2 separate regions of the Mus musculus genome follow, and region 1 is linked to region 2. A link is a contact called in public promoter capture Hi-C data. All regions are on one chromosome and are shown on one strand. The core of a region is the stretch at or near the end of the contact, and the rest is flanking DNA. Distances in the headings are between cores, read along the strand shown.

Region 1 (4,913 bases), core at 1,815-4,314, 1.9 Mb after region 2:
GTACTATAATAAAGGCTTTAAGAACAGATAGAAGACATAACACACATTAGTCATAAACTGCTAATATCCCACTGTCATTTTGCACTACACAACAGCCTCACTCTTTGCTGTAACAATTTGATAAGCCAGATCAACACCAACCTTAAAGACAGCCCTAAACCTAAAGGAAACAACTTTCTACTTCTTCACCTGACACCTCATATAGCAAACACAGACTTATATGGGAAGGAACAAGATATGTGTAAACCCAAGAAGACATCATGACAGCATGAATGGCTTGCTGCATGTAAGGTTTACATGAAAGAATAGGCGACCAGCAGCAGGAATGCCATGGGCAGTAACTCTTGGGCTGTGAACAGTCGGGAACAAAGCACAGAACCGTAGACACTGCCTTCCTGTTTGTGTAGCACAGAGTCTATGGGAGAAATAACGATGATCAGGATGAAATGTTCACAGTAGCACCTTGGAAGCGTGGTGAGTGAGTCAAGGATATCCACGTGTAAGGATACACGCAGGAAAAGCAGACCAACATTTTGGATATGCCATGCTTATCAATGGCAAGTTACTGGAACATTTAATAGAAAACTATAAAGACTAGTGAGGCCTAGCCGTATGGAACAAGTACTCAAACAGCTCAATCAGTTACTACATTAGCAACTCTGTACTCTTAAGACAAAAAAGGAAAAGACAATTTCCTGACGGCTCACCGGTTTAAAAAAAAAAGTTTAAATATTTGCAGCCAATCGGCAAGTCTTTACTAGACATCCACTATTTGCTATACTCATGTGAATATGAAGTTTTCTCTCAAATACCTAACAGTAAGTTAGGAAATGCACCAGATACCACATACAGGTCAGTGTGGGAGTGGGAGTGGACAACAAGGTTTTCCCCATATAGCCAATCCTGGGTGATGAACTAGGCTATGGCAGGAGACACATTTATACCTCTATGAGTAAATTAATACATGCTCAAAATTGGGGTGTCACAAGAGCATAAAAACTTTAAAAACCGGCTCAGACTCCTATAAATCTAATGGGGAAAGGGGAGTATACTATTTCAAAGACTTGTGTAATAATTTACACAAAATATTAGAAAAACCCCAAACATCTGCCAATAGGAAAAACTAAAAATATACTCAAATGATGAAAATGTTAAGCAGTTATTAAAATCGTTTTTCAGAGAATATTTAATATTTCTACTTTTAAATTAACTGAAAACGCATGCTCTCCAGTTTTAGGGAAAATTATACATAGATAAGAAGTGATAGCAGACCTTGACAGTGATCTTTCAAACCGTGAAGAGAAACTTAAAGTTACAGCAGTTAGGCACACGTTCCTAGGTCAGCTCTAAAGGGGACCTGGATTACACAGCAAGTCCGGAGGCCAGCCTGGTTACATGGCCAGAAACAACACAAAAAGTGCAACAGATCTGGCGAAAATCAAATATCTTACTTCACGGCTTATTCTTAAAATTCCAAAAATATGCTAGCTTTGTTAAAAACTGACGTTATGTTACACCACCACATTACGTGGTGATTTATGCTCACTAACACAAGGCACGTGATCTTCATTACACTCTTTTAAGGCAGGAACTGTATTACGAAACGGTTTTCCAGAGGAAACAGATGTATCAGCAAGGCTGTGACTTGCCCAAGGAAACGGCTAGTTAGCTCTCTGGAAACCGCAGAAATCAACCCCCGGCATTACTAAACAGTCTGCGTTCCACACCTGCGCTTTTCCCCCTCCACTGTCGAATTATTTTTAGAACTACTTCTACCCTCAAATCCTGCCTGTTTTGCCAGCTGTGCTCAGGAACAGTTTCGGGGAAGTTATGTTGCTATCAAACTTGCCCTATCCAATCAGGATTTAAAAACCTTTCTACAAACACAAAGTTAAACTATTAAAGGCGGCGGCGGCGGCCAATCTTTCTTAGTCTCTCCGGCACATTCTGCGTCCAAGCTGGGGGAATCAAAGCCAGAAGGTGACTCCCACAACTCCAGTCTCCCGGGAACCCGCGATGGGAACAGCGAGGACAGGGAACCGCCACCGCGCCTTCTGCGGGGGTACCGAGGACGCCCACGCAGCGCCCGCTCCTCGCAAGGCAGATCCCAACAGCTCCTTCCCCGATTTGGGACCACACAACACCGTCCTGCATTTATTTCTCCTTACCAAACGCTGTTTCTTTTTTTAAAGCTAGCCCTCTCCCCTCTTGGGCACAAGCAGCAACACCAACTCGGACCGGTTACCTTTCAATAAACCACAACACTCCCTTCCACCCCAAACAATTCTAAAGGCCAAATCCATAACGGCCCCAAATAAGAAGAAATTAATGTCGCCGCTGGCCAGCCAAGCTCAGCGTTACGGAAAGCTTCCCACAGAGCGCCCCACACCCCCAGGACAGGCGCCGCTGCTCCAGCCTTGCGGGGGGCGGGGGGGGGGGGAGGGAGAGGGCGTGCCCAAGAAAAACCACGTGTTCCGCCTTCTGCGCACGCGCCAGCCAAAACAAAAGGGAGGCCTGCCAAGCCCCGCCCCATCCCCACGTGACTCGAATCCAGGCCCGCCCCCTGCCCCGCCCTCCCCTCCCCGCCGTGTCTGCCAAGGCTGTTAGGTTTAGCCGTTTAAATTTGGCTGCGGTCCGACCCCTGCCCCAAAGCACGGTCTTGTGCCGGGGCCCGCAGTCCAACGGCAAGCAGGGTTCGGGGTGCAAAGGGGGCTGCCCGGCGGACGCCGAGCCCGCGAGTCCACCCGGCGGTCTTCTCCGCTCTTTCCCGCCCCGCGCCGCCGCCGTCCCCCGCCGAGGAGACCCACCCCCCTCAGCCCGCCGCTGCGACGCCGGCCACTCGCCTGCTGGGGCGCCCTGGCTGCCCTCCGCCGCCGCACCTTCGGTCCGGCCGTGGTGGGGGCCGCCGAGGCGATCTCTAGCTGTCCGCCCGCCTCCCCCCACCCGGGGCGCCGCCGACTCGTCTCCAGAGCGCGCCCCGCTCCCGCCCCGGCTGACGCCGCCGCCGCGGTTTAACAGTCCGCCCGCTGCCCGCAGCTCCGGGCGCTCGGGGGACGGAACCCTACGGCGGAGGGAGGGGAGTGGGGGAGGGCGGGGCCCGGCGCCGGCCAATGGCAGCGGGGGAGGGGCGCGCCATGCAAATGAGACGGGCGGCGGGGAAACCCCGGCGGGGGCGGGGCCCGCGGAAGCCGCTGGGAGCGTTCTGAAAGCAGCCTGAGCGCGGTGGCCGAACTCTGCCGGCTCCCAGTGCGTTCCGCGCCGCCGTTGTCCCGCGCTCTCTCCACCCCGGTGCCAGCCCGCAAAAGTCACCCCGCCGGCCGTGCTGCGGGGCGCTGCGGTTTCTTTAGGTCTGTTACAGGAAAATAAGACCTGGAAACTCCGGGCGGGCAGGGCCGTCCTGGCCAGGCCGAGGGTTAAGCAGCCCTCAACGCTCCAACCTTTTGCTTCTATGGGTCCCAGAGGCTCGATCCCGAGTCATGCTCTGTCGGACCTCTGAGGACCTTAAAATAGGTGGCAGACCTGCCATGGATACATTTGAGTTAGCTTATGATTAAGGAGCTCTGCAGTTAACTCTGAGGTAGCGCAGACCAGCGGGATTTTAATGGAAACAGTTGGCTAGAGACAGAAACATCTCTGCGAGCGAGTCTTGCACCTGGCCCAGCTCGCAGCTCGCAGCTCACCACCGTTAAACGCACCCGGGCATTTCCCCAGGCTTGAACTTGATGCTTGAGAAAAAAACGATAGCCTAAATATAGCTCCTTAGATAATAGATTAGACGCTTTGCTAAGCAGATTTTCACTAGAATGCTGTAGGAAGTGAAAAGGCACTAGAATTTTTAGATCGATATATCACTTCTACCTTATTTATTTGGAAGGGCTTACAGGCAGGAGTGTATAGAATTGAAGTCATAAAGAAGCAATACTTAAGACATTACCAGAGTTGGAAAATTAACTGTTCTTTCTTTTTCTAGTACATGAATAAATAGCTGAAATAATTTTTATGATAAACTGCCTACAGTAGGGAAAATGGTTATAAAAATTACTCAGAACAATAATTGCTCAATATGGGTCAAGGATGGGCAGTCCAGAAAATAGATTTGCCTTCATTCAATTAAAAATCATGGACTAACAGTGTGTTGGAGGAAAAAGTAAACACTGGATATTTGTCATATTTAAAGGGATGGGTAAAACACTTAAAGAATGTGGTAGGGTCTGGAGTGATGGTACAAACCTTTAATCCCAGGCACAGGTGGGCCAGCCTAGTCTAGTGGTTAGGTCCAGGATAATCATAGCGACATACTGAGACTGTGTCTAAACCCAAAACAAAACTGCACAGTGGATGTATAGCCGTTTGAGAAGTCAACGGTGATCAAGCAGTTCTAAGATCCTGTATTCACCTGGGCATTCATTTTAAAGGCTTCACAAAAAAAAAAAAAATGGGAGGAAGGCATGAATAACTTAGAAAGCAGTACCCTTAGGTGGAGATGATATGCATCCAACTATTGGAGCAGAAAACAACACTGTCTCTTACATTGTTAAATCATAGACAAGAGAGGGCGCTTGCCTAGCATGGGTGAAGGAGGCCCTACACTCAGTATCTAGCAGAGTAATGACTGACAAGGAATTCAAATTTAAAGCTGGGGTAATTATGGAGCCTACAGGTTACTTTGTCAAGCCAGGTGTGGTGGTGCACGCCTTTAATGCCAGCACCTGGGAGGCAGAGGCAGGTGGATTTCTGAGTTCGAGGCCTGCCTAGTCTACAAAGTGAGTTCCAGGACAGCCAGGGCTATACATACAGAGAAACCCTGTCTCCAAAAAAACAAAACAAAAACAAAAAAAAAAAGGTTACTTTGTCCCTGTGAAGTAATTGCTTATTACCAAAGCAAAATCCTTGTAAGTTAACCAAATGTGTAC
Region 2 (4,496 bases), core at 1,052-3,551:
TTTCCCAGTCATAGAAAGCTCTACACTTTTATGGGAACTCTTCAATTAGATCCACCTTGACAACCTCTCCACTCTAATCTCAAGTGTGTCATGTACTATAACATACATAGTCAGGTAGACATGACTTCTGTGATGGTTGTGAGGATTAGAGGAAAACACAAAAACAAAGTTAGCAGAAGGTCGTGATGGAGCTATGCCTGTCCCAGAGTCTTGGGTGTCAAATTAACAATGTGTCTGCAGGTTTTCTGATAAACCTCCAGTGCGTGAATCTACCAAATAAAACACCACAAGCCATCGTACTGTCACAGCACTAAAGGCAAGCGTGAGTGAGGCTGCTGTGTGGCAATAAAGAATTCTGAGCATATAATGTTGTGAACACTGATACCTGAGCCATTTTAATTGTGGCAAAATACTCAAAACATAAAATTTACCATGGTAACCACTAAGCCAAGCATTGTCATGCAGCCCAACCCCCACTGGTCTTTCATCTTGCAGTCCACCCATTCAACAAGAACTTCCCCCTCATGCCGGGCGTGGTGGCACACGCCTTTAATCCCAGCACTTGGGAGGCAGAGGCAGGCGGATTTCTGACTTTGAGGCCAGCCTGGTCTACAAAGTGAGTTCCAGGACAGCCAGGGCTATACAGAGAAACCCTGTCTCGAAAAACCAAAAAAAAAAAACAAAACAAACAAAAACAAACAAACAAACAAACAAAAAAAAGAACTCCCCCCTCCACGCCTTCCCGAACACTTGACAATTATTCATCTGCTTTTCAGTAGTGGAATATTTTAATTTGATATACTCATCAAACACTTATTCTAGGTACTGTTCCAGGGGCTTTAAAAACATCAAGTGGCACATGCCTTTAATTCCAGCAGAGGCAGGTGGATCTCTGTGAATTCAAGACCAGCCTAATCTACATAGCAATTTCCAGGCTAAACAGGGTTACATAGAGAGACTCTCTCAAAAAAAACATACATATTTAATAACTCATTGAATCTTTGATGAGGTGGCTATTATTCCCATTCTACAGATTAGGAAACAGCTAAATTGAGTAAACTTTCCAGGATGACGAAATGAGAAAGTGACCAAACAAGAATTTAAGCTGAAGTAAGCTTTCAGGATCTTGCCAGAACAATAGCATTGTTAAAGTACTTACTATAAAGACAAACACACAAGTTATTGATGTTATTTCTTGGTACATGACATTTACACACTTCGTGTCAATTTAACCTAATACTTGACTCCTAGTGAAGTTAGATTATGTTACCAAGGTAACACATGTATATTGACCTTTTAAAGACCTCATTTTTGCTATGGTATTTCTTTAAGTAAATGAAATAAAAACTACTTGGTGTTTTAAGCAACCACTTATAACGTGTACTATTCTATAATGCTGTATAAGTACAAGTCACAATTTATTATGATTTGTTGAAAATATTTTACAGGAAAAACCCAGAAGTTTCTTTCTAGTTCCATGGATCAAAGAAAAAAAGGGGAGGAACTAAATAACATTTACAATAATATATCTCAATCTTTTTAACCTGTAAAGGCGCCTTGCTTTGCAAACTATACATATAAGCCCAGCCTCTATTTGTCTTCTGAAATCAGAATTTTTTTTCCAGCTTAAGGGCCTGAGGACTCCTTATCTTGTTTTGTTTGTTTTGTTTTTGTTTTCTAGCTTAATAAGCTTTTCATACAAGACCAATCTATCATTAGTCCTGTACTGTCATTTACTATACATTCAAAATGGGCTCAGTCAATAGAAAGAACAAACGTAGCGTTTCTCTGGGGCTAAAAGCTCTACTGGGGTTTGGTTTCTATGATCGCTGGGGAGGGGTTACTAAAAACAACGCAGAAACAGGATCACCTTATTCAACTACTTTCTAATTTGCGTTACTTGATTCACAAAAAATAAACACCAGGTCATGTCTTCCTCCTCACTTAGCCACCCACAAATGAAGTGCTATCCCCAGCGCGAAATACAACAGAAAGCGGTGCGTGGGAAGAACCCCGGCGACCCCGGGGAGCTCCGGGGATGCGTCATCCCGTCCCCCTCCCCGCCCAAGGCCGCCGTGAGGAGGATGCTCACCGCGGCTCTGGTCCCTTCTCCCCTGCGGCCTGCAGCCGACCCCCGGCAGGACCCCGACCCGGGCAGCCCGCCCTCCTCACCGCCAGCGACTGCGCTCCAGCTGCCGACCATCCCGGCCCGGCTCTGTTTACAAGCGGCTTCTCGCGGTCCCACGCCCAAAAGCTTCCCCGCGGCAGCCCGGCAACAGGATCCGATTACACAGAGTTCCAGCCGGTGAGGACCGGTCCCTCCTACGGGAGGAGCAGGCGGTCGGGCGGGGCCTGACCTCCTTATCTTATTGTTTGCTTTACAGCCTTTATCCCAGGCTTGGTCCCTTCCACGTTCTTCCCAAGACCGAGGATGTTTGCAGTTAAAACTGTCACTTGGAACCTACCAGGGCAGGGCCAGCTAGCAGCAGTTGCTAAGAATAAGAGAATTTCTCAGAAATAATGCTTTCCAAACATAGGAATGAACTGCTTGTCATCTTTGGATAGGTGCACGAACTGCTTTTCATCTTTAGTTAGGTTCACGGTTTTAAAGGATGTGGTTGAGGGGAAATGTCTCTAACCTGGCTGTGGATTCCTAGTCTAGCAGCTAGGGCTTAGGGAAGGGCAAGAAGTCACCTCTCCTGAGGTCTGCTGGTAACCAGCCACTTTGCAAAGACGTGCAGTTCCGGTTGGATGAATCTTCCTTTCAGTTTTCAGTCTTAATTTGCCATCACAGCATACTTCTTAGTCGGTTTTTTTTTTTTTTTTTTTTTTCAATTAAGCTTAGTAAGAGAGGGGCGGGGGCGGGGTAGCACACACTTTTAATCCCAGCACTGGCACTGAGGAGGCACAGGCAAGTGAACCTGTGTGAGTTTGAAGCCAACCTGGTCTACACAGAGAGTTCCGGGCCAACCAGAGCTACAGGCTTTGTCTCAAAAGCAAAAGCAAGCCAAGCAGTGGTGTCACAAACCTTTAATCCCAGCACTCAGGAGGCAGAAGCAGGTGGATCTCTGTGAGTCTGAGCCCCTCCACCCTTGTCTACAGAGTGAGTTCCAAAACAAAACAACAACAAAAGCAAACAAAGCACAAACAAACGCGTGTAAGTCAATGACCAGTATCCATATTCTGTTTAAAAATGGAGAGAATTAGGACTCAACAGGATATATAATATTTTTTTTGAAAGTCAAATCTTTAAAAAGTACAGAATCAAATTGTGATTGGTTGAATAGATTTGGCTCCCATAGACTCATGTTTCAATGCTTGGCCATAAGGAATGGCACTATCAGAGGTGTGACCTTATTGGAGTAGGTACATTCTTGTTGGAGGAAGTGACTGCTACTTAAGCCGGCTTTGAGATTGCTGTATACTAAGGTATAGGTATATTAAGCTCTGCCCAGTATGGAATCAGAGCCTCCTCCCAGCTGCCTGAAGTAGACTGTCTCCTTCTGGTTGTCTTGGCATCTAGATGTCGAACTCTTGGGTCTTCCAGCACTTGCCTGTACACTGCAAAGTTCCTGCCATAATAATAATGGACTGAACTTTTGAAGCTGTTAAGCCAGCCCCCAATTAAATGTTTGTCTTTATGAGAGTTGCCTTGGGCCGGGCGTGGTGGCACACACCTTTAATCCCAGTACTTGGGAGACAGAGGCAGGCGGATTTCTGAGTTCGAGGTCAGCATTTCTGAGTTCGAGGTCAGCCTGGTCTACAAAGTGAGTTCCAGGACAGCCAGGGCTATACAGAGAAACCCTGTCTTGAAAAAAACCAAAAAAAAAAAAAAAAAAAAAAAAAAAAAAAGAGTTGCCTTGGTCATGGTATCTCTTCACAGCAATGAAAATTCTGACTAGGACAGAAGTAGAGATATGTTTGTCTAACTAAAACACAAATTCATAACATATAGCTTCCCAAATATTTACTATATAAAATTCCAAATATAGTCCGTAGTCAGGAGACTAAAAGACACTGAAACAAGAAACACAATAAAGTAGTTACGATTTTTACCCTTGTTTAAAAAAAGATGATTCCAGCATCATCTGTACTGGAACTTCATTACTGAAAGCAAATTCAGAGTGTAACAACTTAGATTTAAGAAAACAAACCCAAACATTTATTGTCTTTAAATCTATGTTTGTGAAATGACTGAATTTACTTCTGATCACTAACACAGGAATCCAATAATTCCATCTGAGAAGCTGTTGACTTCTGGGCTAGTCAACATCTGGGAATATTTTGTTCTTTTAAATTCAAAATAGTTACATTCACATCAGCACTCAAAAGGCAGTCAGCTGCTGCCTTTGTCACTATGTTAATAGACTGTGTTTTTAGAGAAGTTTTAGGTTCTCAGAAGAGTCCTCACAGACTTCTTGCCACTGCATATGAACCACCTCCCTACATCCGAGCATCCTGCATCACAATAGGACATTCATTATCATCTATGAACC

Evidence for each region. Promoter capture Hi-C pulls out the DNA fragments that hold promoters and counts their contacts.
Region 1: a contact with region 2 is called in a promoter capture Hi-C map of pre-B cells, with 5 times the contacts expected there. The contact joins the promoter of Kansl1l here to the promoter of Plekhm3 in region 2. A contact is called at or near these places in 4 of 39 promoter capture datasets (the C10 cell line, embryonic stem cells, liver and 1 more).

The regions. Positions count from the first base shown.
Region 1 is chr1:66,814,531-66,819,443 of GRCm38.p6, forward strand. It overlaps Kansl1l (KAT8 regulatory NSL complex subunit 1-like), which reads right to left and starts at 3,065. Exons shown (of 15, transcript NM_001122738.1): 1 at 2,844-3,065.
Region 2 is chr1:64,954,523-64,959,018 of GRCm38.p6, forward strand. It overlaps Plekhm3 (pleckstrin homology domain containing, family M, member 3), which reads right to left and starts at 2,302. Exons shown (of 8, transcript NM_001039493.1): 1 at 2,173-2,302. Gm51627 (predicted gene, 51627) reads left to right here and starts at 2,057. Exons shown (of 3, transcript NR_165472.1): 1 at 2,057-2,305.